Regions from separate parts of the Mus musculus genome. Here all the other regions are linked to region 7. A link is a contact called in public HiCAR-type, HiChIP or PLAC-seq and promoter capture Hi-C data. All regions are on one chromosome and are shown on one strand. The core of a region is the stretch at or near the end of the contact, and the rest is flanking DNA. Distances in the headings are between cores, read along the strand shown. Region 1 holds the start of Ctsb (cathepsin B). Region 2 holds the start of Il17d (interleukin 17D). Region 3 holds the start of Xpo4 (exportin 4). Region 4 holds the start of Cryl1 (crystallin, lambda 1). Region 5 holds the start of Ift88 (intraflagellar transport 88). Region 6 holds the start of Fdft1 (farnesyl diphosphate farnesyl transferase 1). Region 7 holds the start of Nupl1 (nucleoporin like 1).

Region 1 (2,710 bases), core at 37-2,536, 2.9 Mb before region 7:
CCTCTGTAGTCCCACTGTTGTGGAATCCATTACATAGCCCAGGCTGGTTTCCAATGCACAGCGATTCTCCTGCCTCAGCCTTCCAAGTGCCGTGATTGCCTTGCTCTGGTATGGCTCTGGGGACTCTGGAGTTTTAGGTCACCATGGCCAGAGCCTATGGGAAACAACTGTCCCCTGAACGGCTTCGAACAAAGATGACACCTTCACCAACATTTTGCAAATGCTACTCTGAATCCGGGGACTGCAGACCATACCTCCACAGCAGTCCCTCACAGGAAGCACCTGGAGATCAGTCTTCCCGAGACACTAAAAGGAGTTAAACTTCCCTTTCAATCCCACAATTTATCTCCCTTCCCAAACACGTGAGGGGATCTGGTTAGGTGGAGGTAAGGTGCGGATGGGTTTTAGTCCTTTACTCTTGGGCCCTAGGGGACCAAGTCCAATTTACCTATCTCTTGGTCCGCACGCCCAGCACTCTGGGAGAGGATGCTATCTCTCCCGGCTAGCAGGGCCCTGACTGAAGGAGGCTGTCCTGCAAGTACCTTTCCTCCATCACATTGGCCATTCCCCTCCAGAGAAAGGTTCTGGGAGAGCCCCTATCCTTTAGCTCTGCTTCTCTTCCTGTTTCTCGGTTTAACTCTTCGTGCAGGTTCCACCCCAGCCACCCACTACCAGGTTCCCATTCTCAATAGAACAGGTCTTTTAGGGTGCCAGGCACTGCGTGGGTTTGTGTGTGGAAAAGTTCCCGGGGCAGATTCTTTAGAATAAGCCACAAACCTGCACTAGATGCAGGTCGATACTCGCCCTGAGCACCCCTGAGACTTGCAATCTGCGAGCTGGAAGGGCCAGAGCTGAACCCTTCCCTTTAAGCTCCTCCCTCGGAGCTCCCCGAAGTCCCCACCTCCGCCCTTGAAGTGCGCCAAGGCCACTGGAAAGAAGCCGATCACCGCGGGGTCACCAGGCTCGGCCCTAAAGCGTGAAAGCTGGAGCTCTGCCGGTCTAGCCTGCGGGAGCCTAAGACCGCGATCCGCCAGGGCGAGCAGCATCTAGGGCCGCGGAGGAACCGCGCCTGCGCCCTGGGCAAGTGAAGGGCCTGTCTCCACCACCGCTGCTCAGCCCGCTCCCCCGACCCCAGCCAAAGTGACTTCCGCCATGGAGCCACTGTGCCCCGGGCAAACTCACCGAGCGCAGCGCGACAGCCTGGGCCTGCAGCCACCAAGCCAAACGGAGCCGCTCCTGGCCTCTCCCGTGCACTCCTAAGTACCCGCGCAGCTCCGCCCTCCGCTGGGGGCTGATTCGTCACGTGATGCTTGACCGCGCCCCCGCCCCTGCCGGCCCCTCCCCCTTCATCCCGGGACTCTGCAAGCTGTGTTAAACCCAAAAGAAACTGGTGGTTTGTCTGCTCTCTTTCCATTTCGCACAGAGATGCTCTCCAGGGACCTCTGCAGGTACCCTGCACTGGGAAGATACAACATCTTCGTGACATGCATTCCTCGGGAAGGCCCCGCTGGCTCGGGGACCTGGAAATGTCTGGAGGAGCCTCCTGGCCTTATATTCTGAAGCTCAGACTATAATGGCGTAGAAATACTCAAACCAAGGGAAGCAACCAAAAACTAGAACTGGGCTGGGATTGTAGCCCAGAAGTAGAGCTCTTACTTACCAAGCCCAAGGCCCTGGGTTCGATCCCTAGTTTAAAAAGAAAGAGAGAAACCAAAACCCCATGAATTTTGTCCAAGGCATGTTATGAAATTCAGAACTCCTGCCAGGCCATATGAACCTCCCCCCATCTTGTGTGGTAAGCTAGCCAGTGAGAAGCTGGCTGACCTAGTTGATCTGACAGGTCATAGCATACCCCCACCCCCACCCCAGGGTCGAGCACCCTCAGATCTCTCCAATCCTTAGGTCTATCCTGTAATATAGGAATGGCCTCATGTCAGCATGGTATCTTGTAGCCAGGCTTGTGACGATAAGAAAGGTTTGGATCTAGTGGATTCCAAGGTTCTATTGGTAGGCTCCCAGTTAAGGACAGGAGTGGAAGTGTAGTTACTGAACCCCAGTTAAGTGGAATACAGGAAGAACTCAGAAAACTTGCGGAAAGGCAGGTCCATGGCCATCTGTCCAAGGCCAGCTGTCCCAGCTGCTGACAACAGGTAGAAACTGGCTGCTTATTTTAGGGTAAAAAGTCCAAACAAAAATGAGCAGCCTTTCTTGGCTAAAAGCCCAAAATGTCCTCTGACATGCCCAGAGCCTGGCCCTTGGCAGGAGCTAGAGATGTTTAAGTGTCTAAGCCAAAAGTGTCTCTGGCTGCCAGGAAGGGGGTCTTCAAGTCTTTTCCACAAAGGAGTGACCTTTCCTGGAAGCCATACTGAGGCTGTGACCCAAACTGAAATGACTTCAACACCTGGAATGAAAACTGGACTGACCAGCTAGCTCAACCTTCTTCCTGCCTCCATCCCACTAAAGGCTACAGTCCTATTAACCCCCAGGCTTTGGGGGGCTCCAGGATGGGATCCGACTCCCTCCAGGGACCCCACGGGCTGCTCAAGACCTTTGCCTTCTTTCTCTCCCTTCAGCTCCCTACAGTCCTTCCCACCTTCCTAAAACTCACCTTCTGTGGTCCATGAATTTCCTTCCTCAAAACTGAGAGACAAGAACCCAGAAGTACCTGGCTTGGGCTGACTTCAGTGGTGCTGAAAAAGGCTTCATTTTA
Region 2 (2,700 bases), core at 157-2,656, 2.7 Mb after region 7:
AGTTTCCCCAGACACTCTCTCAGAGGGCGTGCCTCTTAGCTCTCGGCGCCCCAGCACTTCTAGATTACACTCCTACAGGCCTCCTGTAAAAAAGGGTCATGTGGCCTGGTTCTTCATGGTGTATCTGGCAGAGAATTGGTATTTATTGCATAACAAATACAGAAGCAGCATTTCTTCAAAGATCGTGACAGACCTTTGTAGAAACCAATCGCTCCCAATTTAGTTATACCATCTGCCTCTCCTAGCCCCTCCCTGAGCTCTAGGACCAGTAGACACCCGCCTTACCTGGCCTGCCCCCCGTGGTTCATCCCAGTAGTTCCACCCGGCCCCACCCATCACCTCCGTCCGCTCCTCAGACCCCGCCCCTCGGGCACTACACCATCTCCATAGCACCACCCGACCGTCTTGCCACTCCCCTCCCGCTCCAGCCGATCCCACCCGATCCCCCTCACGACCCCTTCCTTCAAGCACCGTCCACCTATACCGCTCCAGTGGCAGCCGGGCCCCGCCCAGGCCCCACCCGACCCCGCCCACCACGTGCTCCGCCCCGCCCCTCGGCCCCGCCCTCCAACGGACTCCACCCTGCCCCACCCACCTGTTCTGCAGGCCCCGCCCCTCCCCTCGGGCCCGCTCACCTGTACGCCCAGGGCGACACGCTGCGCAGGTTGGTGGGTGGCCGGAAGCGGCGGTCGGCGGCCCTGCCCCCGGCCGGGCAGCTGGCATTGCGCGCCTGCTCGCGCGGCCCGAGCTGCAGCGTGTGGTGGAAGGCGCTGAGCACGCCGGCCGCCAGCCGCCCGTACAGCTGCTCCAGGAGCTCCTCCGGCCGGTCCGCGCAGTCCCGCGGCCGCGCCGGGCGCCTCCCGGTCCTCAGCGCGCCCGCCGCGCGGCCCGGCGCCAGTGCCAGCAGGAAGCCGACCGCGAGCATCCAGACCTGCGGGACAGGCCGAGCTCAGCGTCGCGGGACCCGCCCGGCGCTCCGCACACCGTGAGGCCCTCCCCGAGCATGGGCGCCGCGCGGGCCGGCCCCCGAGCGCCGTCCCCGCCCGCCCGCCGCCCGCGCGGTCCCCGGGGCCCGGCCCGCCGCCGGCCCGCGCGCCCCCGGCCCCCGCCGCCGCCGCCGCCCAGAGCCGGAGCCCGCGCGGGGGGCGGGTGCGGGGCGCGCGTGCACGTGTGCGTGTGCCTGCCGGGCTGCTGCGCGGCGGGCTGCGAGTGCCTGTGAGACGCCTCTCCGGGCCGTCCCGCCGTCCTCCCCCCGTCCCTCTGCCCCAGCCCGGCCTCGGCCATGCCTCGCCGGTACCCCCGAGGGCGCTCACCAGTGTCCCCAACATCGCGTCGCCGTGATGCTTTCCAGACTTGTTAGGAGGGGGGCTGAAGGCTCTTCTGCGAAGTAAATAAGGGCGCCGCACACGCGGGGCGTGTGGCCTGCGGGCTGGGTGTCGCCCCTACAGAAGTGGACTGGCGGTCCGCCTGGCTGGAGGAGGAGGAGGTGGTGACTGGCCTCGACGCCTCGGCACGGACCAGTGGGGCCTCGGGGATGCAGTCGAGAGGCCGACTTTGGCTCAGAGGAAACGGATTTCTCTAGACATTGAAGCGGTCCAGGAGCTGGACAGGCCACTTGGAAATGAATGAACTCCAACCTAGAAGGACTCTCCTTCTTGCGACCACTTCCTCTTCTGGGATTTCATAGTTCGAAGAATTATACAAGAGATTAAAAAACAGTTATGTTCTGTTAGGCTAGAAGGAGGCTGTTTTCCCTTAAATACTCATAAAATGACTCCATGCCTCTTATTCAGCTAAGGGCCGAGTAATAAATACCCTCCCCCACCTGACACATGCTGTAAATGGGCATCTCTTGGTCTAGTTTTACAGTGTTGGAGAACTCAATCATGGTAATTAATTGTGTGAGCAGACATGTAAAATGAGCCTAAAGTTCTGTGAATAAATTAAGGGGAATCAGCTCAAATGAAGGACTCTATTGAATCTGAAGAGAGCTTGCTCACTTACTTGTTCATTATTTAAATGCCTTGCTTACCAGGCATCCAGCTAGTGAATATGATTACTTTTGAGCATTTACGCTTTGAGAATAAAGAGAAATGGCTGAGACTAGCTGAACGCTTTTTGAAAGTGTGCAAAATATTTTTTTGACTCCCTAAAACGGCTTGCAGCTTTGGGTTTTAACCAAGTTGTAAACCAGTGGTTAACTGCGTTTCAGTTCTGCTATGCAGAAAAACACTTGCCTTCAATGTTTTAAAACTGAAATACTTTGTAGCGGCTCTACCTTTAAAAGTCCCTTCAAACCTTACAGCTTAAAACATTTTACAATTCCTAGTAAACACATTTGGGTTTATGAAACACTTTGACTCGCACATAAATTGTTAACGTTGTCTCCTTCCTAGTAAAAAAACGGGAATAAAGACATCAGCACTCAAGTACTACTAATTTTCCATTTGAAAGGTACAGCGTAGGAGTATTTTCGAGGCGAGCTTGTCATTACCAGAGTTCCACGGAACTACTCACTGTGCTAATCAACAAAGTACCTTCCAGTGTCTGACCAGTTTGTGGAAGCCTCCAGTTACTGAAAACTTAAACTGAGTAGAGCATAAGATTCATTTGTGATTAAACAGGGGAGCAAAGGCTATAAATAGGTGCAGATTAAATAAAAAGTTCCCAGATCTGAGCATTTTATGAAGATACAAACAT
Region 3 (2,700 bases), core at 44-2,543, 2.6 Mb after region 7:
ATTTACTTCTCAAAAATAGTAGAGAAGTCAAAAAAATCCAAACAAACAAACAAAAAACCGATTGGCCATGCCTTTAATCCCAGCACTGAGGAGGCAGAGGGCAGGTGGATCTTTGTGTTTGAGGCTGGCCTGGTCTACAGCGTGAATAGAAAAATCCTGTTAAAAACACAAGAAAAGGGGCTGGAAAGATGGCTCAGCGGTTAAGAGCACTGACTGCTCTTCTGAAGGTCCTGAGTTCAAATCCCAGCAACCACATCGAGGCTCACAACCATCCATAGTGAGATCTGATGCCCTCTTCTGTGGAGTCTGAAGTCAGCTACAGTGTATTTACATATAAAATAAATAAATAAAGGCACTGAGAGTGGGTGGGGTGAAGAGAAGAATTTACATTTGTTTCAATAGAAACAATAGTAATAGAGAGATAGCTTAGTGGTTAAAAGCACTGGCTGCAATTCCAGAGGACTCAGGTTCAGTTCCAGCACCCTTACAATCATCAGTAACTCCAGTTGCTGGGGATTTGACACTCTCACACAGACATACATGCACACAAAACAATGCACATAAAATAAAAAATAAATCATTTAAAAATTAATGCAATTCTATTTCGAAGACACAAAACCTCAAAGGGGCGGAGGGCAGACTTACAAATCTCTGGGAAAACCAGGAAGTCTACAGAAGGAACTCAAAAACGTGGATTTTCCCCAGAAAGCAGAACAGGCAGTCAACAAAACTCAGAAAATGGAGCTGTCAGGTCGAAACATACAAATACTTCAACTAGACCACCTTTTGAACATTGAACTAGCTGATGTCGGGATCACTTTCCTGGACGTAGACTTTGAAAAACAAAACCTTAAAGAACCGGAGAGAAGACAGCGCGTTGAAGTTACTGTAACGCACCTTTCCTCGCAGATTCTGTACTTAGCATTGCTATTATAAACTCCTGAAGTCCAAAGCTGGCGGCAGCTGAGCCCTTACTGACTTCAGGAAGCCAAGTGGTTAGGGAGAGGGTTTCAAAAATCAAGAAAACCAAGCATTTCGTCCACGGATGCCCTTTTCTCACAGCGGAATGAACCGCGGAGCGGGAGGCATGAATTCTGGGCGTAGACGCACCCTTAGGAGAGCGCTTCCAAGGCTAAGAGATCCTGCTCCACACCGGACAGCCTATGGGAGCGAGAGGAAGCTCCCGCACGGGCAGGACACCCAAACCTTAACCCGCAGCTAACGGGCTGCGCGGCTCCGGTCCAGGACCTCGCGGCCCGCACCCAGCAGGGAACCACGCATGCGCAGGCCCCAGACCCGCGCGGGATGCCCGGCCGCGGCTGACAGAGCCAACCGCTCGGCCTCGCCCGGTGCCGGCTGCCGCCGCCCTCCTCCCAGCGCCGCGACCGGGCTCACGCTTGTCTCCTTCCAGCTGCTCAGGAATCGGCGGTCCCGTCAGGCCGCTGGGGGCGCGACGCCGACGGCTGCTGCGACAGCCCGGGAGGCGCGAGAGGCGCCGGGGTCGCGGCGGCGATTGGCCGGCCGCGGCGCCTGCTCCCAGAATGCAGCGCATGGCGCGTCATTGAAGAGAGACCATGATGGCGGCGGCGCTGGGGCCCCCAGAAGTGATCGCTCAGCTGGAGAACGCGGCCAAAGTTCTGATGGTGAGGACGCCGGGTCCGGAGAAACGGGGGATTAGTGGGACTCCGGCTGGCTCTCCCTGGTCAGGCCTGCTGTCCGCTGGGTTGGTGGCCAGGAAGGGCCTTGGGATGAACCCTGAAGTGGAGGTGGTGGTGGCGTGGCGCAGGATTCTCCATCCTACTTTCCTCTTGCCTTGGTTCTTTACTTTCTAGTGCTGTCTCCTTCCCTGACCGCCTTGTTCCTCCGCCTGGCACTGGGGTGTAGTGGTGTAAGATGGAGAGTTTCCTGTGCCGCCAGCTTCGCTCCATACCTCGCTAGGCAGACTGGGTAGCAGAGCAAGGCACAGGGTGAACCCCGCAGGACTTGGGTTAGGGAACATTCTTGGGACTGTGTGCATGACGCTGGGGAGTTGATCCTGTTAGGAGAGGGATGGCATAGTCTGGGTGCTGTTAGCAACCCTCGTTCTCTTGTGGATCGGGTCCCCTAGCTCTTTGCCTGACATGCAGACTGTTCTGGGTAACCGCAGCAGGCGGCACGTGGACGGACCGGCCGGAGGGAGAGAGGCTAATCTTTAGGACCAAGGTCGTTGGGGCAAAACTTGGTTCAAGACCTACTCTTTGTGGGTTTCGCGTTTTGGAAAACTGACTCTGTGGCAGGTTCCCAGGTACTTATTAGCTGAAGTCTAACAACTACCACGAAATAGTTTGGTGAGGGTGTTTGAGCAGGACGAGTCGGTATTATAAACAGGATTTCACATAGGGAGCAAAAGTAAGGAGAAGGATACTGTTTCGTTACTTAGTAAACTGTGTGTCTTATGCTTGCTGGCTCAGCCTGATTTCTTTCTTTCGTTCTTTGTAAATTATGACGATTGCATTTGTAGGGTTTTTTGTTTTGTTTTTAAAATTAGATGTCCATTTTATTACTTGAAATGATTTAGACATTTTAACAACTAAATGCAGCTAGATTTCTTTTTTACCCTACTTTAAGGTTACTGTCAAGGATTCTGTTGGAGCATCCTATTTAAGGATATTTTAGTTAAGGCCTGGAGAGACTGCTCAGTAGTTAAGAGCACGTGTTGCT
Region 4 (2,700 bases), core at 19-2,518, 2.9 Mb after region 7:
GCCCTCCCCTCTTGATCACTAGTTGAGAAAATGCCTTAAGCTGGATCTCATGGAGGCATCTCCTCAACTGAGCAGCCTTCCTCTCTGATGACTCCAGCTTGTGTCAAGATGACACAAAACCAGTCAGTACACTCTCCCTTGCAGAGAGGGACTGGCCATCAGTGTAATTTGGCCGATCTGATGGGTAAAAGGTGTTTTCCTCGTGCCACTTTTCATCTCATTTAAACGGGGCTCGGCATCTTCAAATGTTTATTGATAATTTGTGGAACTGTTTAAAAACCTGACTGCCTCAGAGGTTTCTCTTTCCGAATCCCTGACAAGGTGGTGGGAATAAGGCAAGTGTCTACTCTCCTGAATCTGTCAGTGTGAGTGTGTTCTGATTTCAGCTTTTCCCAAACTGCTGGCCTCAAAGTGTTTCCACTTCCGATTGTGGGCACAAAACTTGTGTCATGCAGTGTAATGCCTCTCGTTCTCTGGTCTCAGACCCAAGTGTAATCAGGGCACTAGCCTTTTTTTTTTTTTTTTTTTTTTTTGCAACAGGGTCTTGCTGTCTCTGAATGTAGCCTGGCTGGAACTCCCGGTTCAGCCTCCCAGGTTTTGCGAGAGCAGGTGCATTCCATCACGCCCTGCTTGGTTTTTCTTTTTCTTTTCCTAACACATTTGGCACTGCACGCCTCTGGAAGGAGGAAGTAAGGCACACAGAAGCTGTGGTACGCTACAAGGAATTCAAATTCGTCCTTCCGTTTCTCAGAGTAACATATCCGGAGTTTCCATTTGTAGCTTGTCCCTTAAGTATCCGGGCCTCCGTTCACATCAGTGAAGCCAGGCTGCAGGTATCTCACCAGACCTGGATTTCCAGTGTAGAGTAGAATGTAAACAGTGGAACAAAAGTCCTTAAAGTGACAAACTGGTGCTAACGTCTTTAAAGCAACATTTTCTTGAAAGTGTCTCTGGGGTGAACCTTTGCGCCAACCTGGCAGTATCCGCTCATGGTTTAATGGTTTCCTGTTAGAAACTTAAAAATAAAAATTGCTCAGCTCAGAAGTGTCTGGTCTTCCCTGTTTGCATCCACCGTCCCACGCTCCCCGGTGCTAGAGCCCAGTGGCCTTCCTGAAGTCTCTCCCCGAGGGCTCCGCCTCTCCTGCGCCTTGGCCCCTCCCCGGAGCTTGTCAGCCAATGGGATAGTCCTCATGAGGTTTGGGCACGCCCACCCAGGCGCCCAGCCTTATTCTGGCGCGCGACCCGCTCTGCTTTGCTCGCTCCCTCCGCTAACGCAGCTGTACAGCCAGGCCCGGATCTGCCATGGCGTCCCCAGCAGCGGGCGGGGTGGTGATCGTAGGCAGGTAAAGGTCTCAGTGGCGCCGTGCTGCAATGGCTGGCGCCCTGGCAGCGTCCCGAACGCGGGACCTCCCGCGGGCGGCCGTGGGTGCCTCGGGTGGGCATCAGGCTGTACCTCGCTCCTCCAGGCGCTTCGCACTTGGGCTCCGAAGCTAGTCTGGCAGTAGACTAGGTGGTGGCCGTGGCTTAGCCAAGCAGTAAGGAGAGCCTTAAATCGGTGCGGGGTCACTTTTGTCAGCGCAGGCCAGAGGTGCCTGGCATCATTGAATACTAGCAATGAACCTGCGAAAACTGTGTTCTTATGCTTTTGAGACGGAGGTCTTGTGTAGCTCATCCTGGCCTCAAAATTTCTAGGTTAGCTGAGGCTATCCTTGAACTCTTGATCCTCCTGCCAAATACCCCAGCGTGAAAGCAGCTTATTCTTATTAAGAACGCAGACAAGAGTTTTACCAAGATGATAGTAACTAACGGATAACTATTGGCCTGGGTTGGCAAGGAGGCTGGTTCGCATGCACCACTGGGCTAGGCTAAATCTCTCGAGGCAGAAACCTTGTCAGTCAAGGCACCCTGCTTTCCTGTGTGTATGTGTCCCAAGGCAGGAGGCTGAGTCACTTTAACAGCCCAAGTTCATCTGACACACCAATTTCTGTTCTCATGATTCCCCTTTCTCCTTATTGCTTCTTTTTTTAAAAAATAAGAACGCTTAGAATATCTTTCATTGCCTAGCTGTCTGAAAGTCTATCAACGTGTAGCAACACATAATAACTAGTATTGGTTGGTAGCTATTAAAGGAGTGGCTTCATGTCCCTGCTTATAGTTTTGGCTACTTGTTGTTCTGCCTGCAGACCAGTCCCAAGTTCAGGCTTTTTCCTTGAGAGTTCTTTGGAGGGAGGTGTCAGAATGCTGTTGCTATTTTCTCTCTTACAGAACTGCAGAATTAGCTGTACCTTTGTCCTTTCCCGTGGTTGCCTGTGGTTGAATGGTCAAGAAATATCAAAAGTGTGCACTTTGCTCCTGTGGTGAACTGTGCTGCCTCGCCTTCTGTGAGAGCCACTGGTGTCACGGGCTAGGTTTTTGCAGGTCTCCGTTGGGAAGTAGATCTCTGCCTGCACCTGACAGGTGTCATGTGGGATTTTGACTGGATTTTGCATTCGTCTGGCTGTGGGTGGTTCATAGACTCCCAAGGAGAGACTCAACAGTCAGTTATTTCTGAGCTCATGGACAGGGAACTAGAAGGGGGCCGGGACATCTTAAGGAGCACAAGATGACCTGAGCTATTGTTTTCTAATGTGGAAATTCTGTCTTCTGCTTACTCCCTCATCCTTCCCCGTCCTTCTTTCTCATTTGCTTATCCAGCTGTCA
Region 5 (2,700 bases), core at 82-2,581, 2.8 Mb after region 7:
GATGCTGAAGCTGCTGCTCCATCGATCACACTTTCAAATCATATACTCAAAAGCTCCCTCCTTACAAACTCTTCTGATCTCACTTTCGTTTATTCATAAGGTATTGAAACAATCAGCTTTTAGAACTAGACCTTTCTTCTGGCTTTTAACCAGATTTACACACACACACACCTGGGAGACAGACCAATAGTGGAATACACAAAATTTTAAAGATGTAGAAAGCAAGGCTAGGAAATAGTAAATGAATTATCCTTTACTAACAACTATGAATGGCTAAGAAATAATACAACTCAGTATTTCTATATTCTCCAAGGTGGTTCAAAAATAATTTGGGATGCTGTCACTTCAATATTGCCAGTGAAACTATTTTACATGGCAAAGTCCTTTTTATATACTTCTACCTTGATACAGTTCACACTCAAAATGCCTATTGTAGTTTCTCCAAAGTTACCAACCAGAGTTGAAGATAAAAAGGAAAAGTGGAATTTTAGGCTTTTGGGAAAACAGTAGTCAGATATCTTTTGTCTGTGCATCCTTAGATTCAACCAACTAGAAACTGAAAACATTTGGGAGAAATTTTTTATCTGAACTGAACATGCACAGGCTCCCCCCCCCCCCCCCCGCCCCCAGCCTCCCGAGCGTGCTTTTCATTATTCCCTGAACAATTAGGCATAACAATTAATTATAGAGCAATAAACAGTCTAAGATAACAAAAATGGGAAAATGGCTTATATACAATACAAATATACCATCGTATATATGTGAAAGAGCACCTGGGAACTTTGGTATCCAGGGAAACTGGGTGTCCTAGAATCAATTCCCAGAAGATATGTTTTTATCTTTATAAGACTGTGATTTATTCATTCTTTTCTGTACTTTTGCTTTTACTCCCGATTACTAGGTAATCAAAGCTTCACCGGATGCAAGTATTAGAAATGTTCGCTGTAACCTACTGTGAAACTCTAAAAGTTTCACTGCTGCCATGGCATCGCCAAGCCGTGTGACATTAGCCCGGGTAGCCGTGCCGGGTGGAGCGGGAAGTCCACCCCCTGAGAGGAGCACCATCCAAGTGTTGGCTACGGAAGCGCAGTCGCCAGGAGCCGGGCTTGGGCGCCGCCAGCCCGCCTGCCCTCGCGACCCCGCCGCCGCTCACGCACGGGGCAGGGAGAGGGCAGCAGGGAGGGTGGCCGCGAGGGGCCGGGCGCTTCTCCTACCTCGCGCCGAGGAGGAGCGGGCTGACCACGAGTGGGCCGAGGGAAGAAGCGACGCCTGATCCTAGGCAGGCCAGAGCGGGACGCCCAGCCGTTGCCAGGCGCGACTCCAAGGAAGCCGCTCCCACAGGCCTCCGCGCCGCGTGGGCGAGGCCGGAAGCTCGTGACCGGAAGTGCAGGGCTGCTGGGACCTGTGGTCCGCCAACAGCGGAGTGATTCTCGAGGCTGGCCCAATGTTTATGGTGGTCCAGGAGATGCTACAGGTGTAGGAGTAATCACAAGAAGGAAACCAAGGTCGAGTGAACCCCGAGGCAGCCATCCCCAAAGCTGGAGACCAGAGCAAGATGGCCCGGATGAATAGAATGTGTCCCAGAGCCACTACGCGGCTTGGGAACCTTGGAAGACTGTTTTCTGTGGAACATTGCGTAGAATTGTACGCGTCGTCCCATAAATTTGTCATATTAATCCTGTCTGGGTTCTCTCTAAATAAATTTAATCTGAAAATTAAAAAGTAAAGGTAATGTAATGCCAGCTATGATGACGCACATCTGCAATGGGAGTAGAGATGACGCTCAGGAGTACAAGACCAGCAGGGGACACCCTGTCTTAAAGACAAAATAATATTTCTTTCCGGAGCAAATGTTGGGCATGTTGACTTGAAGCCCGTTATAAAAAAACTGAAGTTTACTAACCTTTATTGTTCAGTTGTGTCAGAAAGTCATTGAATATGTAACATCCACCTTAGCCTCCCACGGATGGGGGTGGGGACAGATGTAGGGGACAAACTATTAGATTGGTCAGGTTCGGGCTACTTGGTGTGTTTTGAAGACTAAACCTCTTTATCTCTGATCCAGGTGTGTTGTATCAGCATTCAGAAGGTTACCTTGCAAGTGGGGTATATCGTACAGTAACTGACAGTATCTGGCAACTGTGTGTCAATAAGTAGTTGTTACGTTAATTAGTGAACATCATGGGGATATTTTAAGTTACTGCACTTCAATATAGAAAGAAAAAATACTGGAATCACAAGTTACTGCACTTCAAAAAAGAAAGATAAATACTAGAGTCAATCTTTTTCTTTTTCTTTTTTCTTTTTTCTTTTTTTTTTTTTGTTTGTTTGTTTGCTTGTCTTTTGAGACGGGGTTTCTCTGTGTAGCCCTGGATGTCCTGGAGCTCTCTGTACACCAGCCTAGCCTCAAACTCCTTGGTGCTGGGATTAAAGGTGTGTGCCACCATTGTCCAGCACTGAACTTTTTTTTTTTTTAAATGACTGTACATTCAGGGTACCCAGTCCTTGTCTGAGAAGAAGACATTATGTTTTTGTTAAAATAAAGGTTCATCAGGCAACATATTTTCTTATTTGTTCCCACACTAATTATCAAATAAACTGTCAACATATGTAATTAGTTACATATAAAGTGGGATGGGTAGCAGACAAGCCTGAGTCCCATGAAGTGGGTATGGAGTGAAAGAGTTCCATGTGTGAACA
Region 6 (2,700 bases), core at 85-2,584, 2.9 Mb before region 7:
ACTAGCATATTCACCATATATAACAATGGGCTGTATTATGACATTTTATAACGTATATAATATATTCTGATCATATTCAACCCCTATTATTCTCTCGTCTTCCCGCCCCCACTCTTCTTGAACTTGTCTTTAAAACTAGTCATTTTTCTTCTTGATCTGTCAGTAGGTTTAATTAGGGTTACTAACAGAAGTATGGGCAACTTACTAGCAGACATACCACTTAAAATCTTTGTCTATCTTTAGGTGATACAAAGGCACCACCGAACTTGATGACCTGAGTTCTATCTCCAGGAGTCAAATGGAAGAAGAGAAATGACTTCCACACATGGTATGTGTGTGATAACACTTATGCTCACATCAAAATATAATAAAAAGGTGTAAGTAGAAATGAAGGCTAATTGGAACAGTAAGAATTATGACTGTAAAGGGGAATGTAATAAAAATACATTATATAAGTGTATGAAGACTTCATAATAAAACTTATGTATCATTTATGCTAGTAACTTTTTAAGTCATTCCACCAGCAACCATCAACTACCAATAGAACTGGGAGGGAGCCCTTCCTCGCTCCTTGCAATCCTTAACTGGGGAGAGCAGGAGGTATTTGTTCCCATCACATCCCTGGGAGGCCCAATCTCGGGCAGATTTTGCAAGCACTACATAAGTCCTGGTTCACGTCAACTAGAACATCGAGAGGTATTAAGAGCTCAGTTCCCTTTGTTTTTGCAGCTTTGAAAATGGGATCCAAGAATCATCGCCATGTCGTCTCACAAAAGACGGGTGGAGAAGTCTGAGAAATACTGTGCGCTGTCCCGCTTGGAGTTTCCCGGGGCTCAGCAAAGCCCCGGTAAACTCGAGCCCCTGTAAACTCCTCGGAGGAAAGCAAGACTGTTTTATCTGTTCTCAAGCCGCGAGGCGCGTTTCCAGTCCCTGCTACCCTTTCACTCTGACTCGGCTTTGCCAGCCAACCCCTTAGGTATATCAAGAGGTGAACTCAGACTGGAGGCCGAGGTCCCTAGGATCGTGCAAAGCTCTCAAGCCTTTCGCGGAACTCCAGAACGTCCACGCATGCGCCTCGCTCGCTGCCAGCCTACGACACGCAGGAACAAAGGCTCTCTGCTGGGTACCAATCGTGTTCGCTGGCTGCTTTCCAGCTCTCCAATCAAATTCTAGGGTGTGGTCATCGCGCCAGGCTCCTCCGGCTTCCGATTGGTTAACGTTTTCCTGGTGCGAGCAGCTCTGGCCAATCAACGTCCGTCAGTCCACTCCGCGCGTCCTAGCCTGGAGGCGCGAGCGGCGCGGCCGGTTGAGGAGGGCGGGAGGTGGGCGGGACGTCCGGCGCTGGCCCCGCCTCCTCGCCCTGCCCACTCCCCGGCGTCTAAACACAGGTGGGAGCGGGAGATCCCGACAGGTGAGCCCCGCGCCCAGCAGTCGCAAGGATGGAGTTCGTCAAGTGTCTAGGCCACCCGGAGGAGTTCTATAACCTGCTGCGATTCCGCATGGGAGGCCGGCGGAATTTTATACCCAAGATGGACCAGGTAAGTCGAGCATCCCTGCTCCCTCGCAGGCCTGTGGCGGCTTCCCGCACAAGAGGTCTCTAGAGGATGGATGGTCTCTGACACCCTGGTCTTCACGGAAGGCGGGATCCCTGCCTGGGTCGCGCACCCCCACTAGGGCCATGTCCCCCCCCCCCCCCCCCCGCCTTTCAAGGTTTCTGTCTGTTCAAGCCATTGCTTTTCTTGGTAGTTTGGCTGCGTATTTTGTTCTTCTAAGCTTGGAGTTATTTTTACCTAAATGGGTGCGTTCCAGAATTGAGATTAAAGAGAACACGGTTGAGAACAATTTTGAGAACATAAGGAACCCTGGAGGAGTTATCGTGCCTATTTTCACTGGAATGAAACTTACTTCGCCCCACCCACTCCTTCCAGTTTTCAGACATCACCTCCCGCATAAGCTTACTCACCTTTCTGCAGCCACTATTTTATTCCTGGGTGCTTCCTACGGTTTTTGTTGTGTCCAAGTTCCTACTAGTTATTGGCTGCCAGAGGCCAGAACATGTTTGTTTTTTTGGTTTTTTTCGTATTTCATTGGTCTGTTCCCTTTCTTAAACGCGTGCTTTTATGATAATACTTACTCTGACAAAAGTATGTAACTGTTGCATGATGACACATCCAGTTAACATCAAAAACTTAAACGTTTCCCCTTCACTGGAAACATCAGGCACTGTATTTTATTTAAAGGTATTCTTAATTGGTGCCCTTGCTTTTCTCATTCAGAATCCTCCCTTTTTTAAGATTTAGCTCTAACAAGTGCTCTCAGCCATTCAGCAGACCCTGGACACCTGTCAGTGATGGGCACTCTGTGGGGTAAAACATGGATAGCAGTGTAATTAAGGGCATAGACAGGGTCCACAAGGAAATGAACGCCAAGAGTAGGTTTCAGGGGAGAAGAAGGTACAGTTGCCAGATTCTTGCACGGATAAGTAATCAGAGCAAGAGCAAGAATCTGCTTTATAATCCAACTTGAGCTCCTGACAGCTCCAGTGACAGGTAGTTCATTCTGACCTGCAAGGTCTCCTTACCTGCCTTCTCTAGCACCCTTTAACTTAGACCCGTGATCCCAGAGCCACTTTCAGATGCAAGATTCTTTATTTCAGTCTCGCAACAACTTCAGGGTTCTCTTAACTCGGTTCTGAATTTT
Region 7 (2,700 bases), core at 190-2,689:
GGAAAGTTTACTGGGACATTCATGCCACTACTGCACCAATAAAGATATCTTGCCAGGTTACTCCTTATTGTAGTTTGCATGGCTCATGGCTGACATGACATCATGTGCCAAACACACCTTTTGACGTCATCTAACTTTTGTGACCTGCCAAAGGGAAATGGCGAGGAACAGAGTTTTCATCACTATGAGTATTTGGGGGAGAGGACAGGGCTCTACAATGAATCTGGAGGGTGTTCCGGTTCAGCCAACTGCAGGTAGCAATGCTCAAGGTCAACACAAAACAAGTGCTGAATTGTGGGGGAGCTGTGAGAAAAGAAGTGCCAAGGATTTGTCATATAAAGGGCACTGAGGGCCAGACTCAGAGACCGTTGGGCTTTTGTTCGAATCACTACCATGGGGAGGATTGTGCTTTAGCATAAATCTGAGGGGTCTGATGATGGGATCAATTTCATCGAACAAAACTTGGCAGCTGGTCAACGCACTTGCAGGAATAGTATGCCAATTCCTGCCAGAGAATTAAAGAACCATGATATGATGGCAGTGTCCCCAGACCACCGCTAAGAAGCATTTCTTGGTGCCCACGTTGCTCCGGGTGCCCGTACATTCTAATTTACATCCCTCTGGGTTTTTTTTTTTTTTCAGATTTATTTATTTTATGTATGAGTGCACTGTAGCTGTCTTCAGACACACCAGAAGAGGACATCAGATCCCTTTACAGATGGTTGTGAGCCACCATGTGGTTGCTAGGAAATTGAACTCAGGATCTCTGGAAGAGCAGTCGGTGCTGAGCCAGCTCTCCAGCCAGATCGCTCATCCCTGTCCTTACACTTTCCAATTCGCAGTTCCTCTCGTAAATACCCCAAGTTATGGGAAAGCCACATAGCCAGGAAGCAGTCTTCAGGGAAGGTCCCCAAGAACGGCACCCATCCCATTCACCGTCCACTAGGATTTGGGGCACAGTGTCCTGACCTCAGACTCGGAGGCAGAGGAGCCTGGCAGTGTCACGCCGCCCCGCTGAACCCTCCGTGCAGGAAGCACAAGCGTGCAGTACCATGGGGTGCTGACCGGAAGCGTGTGCGACTTAAAACCCGTACATTTCTGGACCCTCAAAAGGTAGACACCCTCTTTTTTTCTCGGGTGCAGCGACACCCAAATGAAACTCAGACGTCCCCTTGGAGGAATGTGAGGTGACGACCAAGGTCTTCTCCAACTCTAGAACTCTACGCATGGCTTTTGACAGGAGGCCGGACCGAAGCCGCACTCCAGGGCCTTCATTCAGGAAGTAAAGCACGAAATCCCGCGAGACTCTCCGGGCACTTCAGGGGCTTAGCGCTTTAAGCGAGTAGGCGGGGCGCCCACCTTACCTCATCCGCCCGGCCTCACACGAGTACCGCTTCCACTCCGATCCCAGGGTTCCCTGCGCGGCGGGCGCGCTTCTAGTGCGTTCGGCGCGCGGGCGGTGTCGCGCATGCGTTCGCCTGTGGCTCCGCCCACTCCGCCCTCGCCTTGCCGCACCGCCGCTTGGGGTTGTTTCCCACCCGGTACCCGCTGGGCACCAGCTATGTGGCACGTCCCTCTTCGGCAGTGAAGGGACAGAAGCGTCCTAGGCCTCTCCACCCTAGCTGACGCCTTCGCGCCAAGGGCCGCCATGGCCACGGGGTTCTCCTTCGGGTCTGGGACCCTCGGCTCCACCACTGTGGCCCCCGGCGGGACCGGAGCGGGCAGCGGCTTCTCCTTCGGGACCGTCGCGTCTAGGTAATGGTGCCGCCTAGCAGGGGACCCTGGTGCTTCCCCGCGGAGGTCTGCACATCGAGGCCTGCCTTCAGGCTGCTAGGCTTCCCTACGAGCCGCGCAGTGGGCTGTGGACCCCTGCCGCCGAGGCTCTGCAGTCCCCGGTCGCGCCGCGACGACGCGGAGTGGGCCCGACTGCGGGAAGCGGCCTGGAGTCGCGGCTACGCCTACGCGACCCCTCGGGTTCAGGGATAGAATGAGTGTTGAATGAATGACAGCTTGTTGCTGGCTTTTAGGAACAGAAAAATAGGTAGGATGTAAGTTAAAAAAAATATCCCCGGGTGGTTTAGATTTCGGTTTTGAACGTTACGATGCATTGGATTTATGATTTTTTGTTTGTTTCAAGCCTTTGTGCCACAGGACCCCCTTCTGTCTTTTTAACATTTTTATGGCATGTATTGTATCATAGTTATTTTGTGCCCTATACAGATTAGCATAGCATCGCAAAGCATTTTGTGTTATAACCATCCACCACATGATCTTTTCCGTTCACTGCAAGCTTAAGTGGTATATTCTTCAGTTTGTGTAATAGATTCCGGTAGTGACAGATGAGTAGCTAGGGATTCCAAAAAGCTATTTCACTGAAAGCATTAATCACTCAGACTCGGCCTTTGGTAAAGAGTTGATCAAATGAGGAAATGTGTACTCGAAGGACAGGTATCTCCCGAGGCATAACAAGACCTATAGGCTTAATGTCTCAAAGAAAGCTCGCTCTCTCTCTCTCTCTCTCTCTCTCTCTCTCTCTCTTAACAGCCCCCGTTAGATACAGCAAATCCAAAATAACAGTACAATCAGACTGCCCCAGTTAAGTCCCATTTTTGCATATGCTTTCTTAATCTTCACTACCTATGTTGTCGAGACACAGGCGACGGTGTGCTCTGCTGTCTCTTTTAACTTTCACCTTGTTTT

Evidence for each region. Promoter capture Hi-C pulls out the DNA fragments that hold promoters and counts their contacts. HiCAR-type assays count read pairs that join an accessible place to other places. HiChIP or PLAC-seq counts read pairs in DNA pulled down with a chosen protein or histone mark. Capture Hi-C pulls out chosen DNA fragments and counts their contacts.
Region 1: a contact with region 7 is called in an H3K27ac HiChIP or PLAC-seq map of bone marrow-derived dendritic cells, with 15 times the contacts expected there. The contact joins the promoter of Ctsb here to the promoter of Nupl1 in region 7. A contact is called at or near these places in 1 of 39 promoter capture datasets (pre-B cells) and 1 of 115 datasets of contacts at active chromatin or transcription factors (bone marrow-derived dendritic cells).
Region 2: a contact with region 7 is called in a promoter capture Hi-C map of pre-B cells, with 3 times the contacts expected there. The contact joins the promoter of Il17d here to the promoter of Nupl1 in region 7. A contact is called at or near these places in 2 of 39 promoter capture datasets (hippocampal neurons and pre-B cells) and 1 of 115 datasets of contacts at active chromatin or transcription factors (astrocytes).
Region 3: a contact with region 7 is called in a HiCAR-type map of astrocytes, with 4 times the contacts expected there. The contact joins the promoter of Xpo4 here to the promoter of Nupl1 in region 7. A contact is called at or near these places in 2 of 39 promoter capture datasets (hippocampal neurons and liver), 1 of 484 Hi-C or Micro-C datasets (B cells), 1 of 115 datasets of contacts at active chromatin or transcription factors (astrocytes) and 1 of 9 other capture datasets (adipose tissue).
Region 4: a contact with region 7 is called in a promoter capture Hi-C map of adipose tissue, with 3 times the contacts expected there. The contact joins the promoter of Cryl1 here to the promoter of Nupl1 in region 7. A contact is called at or near these places in 2 of 39 promoter capture datasets (hippocampal neurons and liver), 1 of 115 datasets of contacts at active chromatin or transcription factors (astrocytes) and 1 of 9 other capture datasets (adipose tissue).
Region 5: a contact with region 7 is called in a promoter capture Hi-C map of liver, with 4 times the contacts expected there. The contact joins the promoter of Ift88 here to the promoter of Nupl1 in region 7. A contact is called at or near these places in 4 of 39 promoter capture datasets (embryonic stem cells, hippocampal neurons, liver and 1 more) and 2 of 115 datasets of contacts at active chromatin or transcription factors (astrocytes and large pre-B cells).
Region 6: a promoter capture Hi-C map of pre-B cells shows a contact between it and region 7, with 4 times the contacts expected there. The contact joins the promoter of Fdft1 here to the promoter of Nupl1 in region 7. A contact is called at or near these places in 1 of 39 promoter capture datasets (pre-B cells) and 1 of 9 other capture datasets (adipose tissue).

What each region holds. Positions count from the first base shown.
Region 1 is chr14:63,121,038-63,123,747 of GRCm38.p6, reverse strand. Ctsb (cathepsin B) reads right to left here and starts at 1,286. Exons shown (of 10, transcript NM_007798.3): 1 at 1,183-1,286.
Region 2 is chr14:57,523,535-57,526,234 of GRCm38.p6, reverse strand. Il17d (interleukin 17D) reads right to left here and starts at 1,406. Exons shown (of 3, transcript NM_145837.3): 1 at 1,314-1,406; 2 at 636-931. The coding sequence starts at 1,328.
Region 3 is chr14:57,663,831-57,666,530 of GRCm38.p6, reverse strand. Xpo4 (exportin 4) reads left to right here and starts at 1,293. Exons shown (of 23, transcript NM_020506.2): 1 at 1,293-1,643. The coding sequence starts at 1,575.
Region 4 is chr14:57,397,051-57,399,750 of GRCm38.p6, reverse strand. Cryl1 (crystallin, lambda 1) reads left to right here and starts at 1,268. Exons shown (of 8, transcript NM_030004.3): 1 at 1,268-1,343. The coding sequence starts at 1,303.
Region 5 is chr14:57,422,702-57,425,401 of GRCm38.p6, reverse strand. It overlaps Ift88 (intraflagellar transport 88), which reads right to left and starts at 1,331. Exons shown (of 26, transcript NM_009376.2): 1 at 1,215-1,331.
Region 6 is chr14:63,176,521-63,179,220 of GRCm38.p6, reverse strand. Fdft1 (farnesyl diphosphate farnesyl transferase 1) reads left to right here and starts at 1,334. Exons shown (of 8, transcript NM_001360211.1): 1 at 1,334-1,538. The coding sequence starts at 1,440.
Region 7 is chr14:60,250,218-60,252,917 of GRCm38.p6, reverse strand. It overlaps Nupl1 (nucleoporin like 1), which reads left to right and starts at 1,439. Exons shown (of 15, transcript NM_170591.2): 1 at 1,439-1,755. The coding sequence starts at 1,649. Gm38641 (a long non-coding RNA gene) reads right to left here and starts at 1,444. Exons shown (of 3, transcript XR_874661.1): 1 at 1,365-1,444.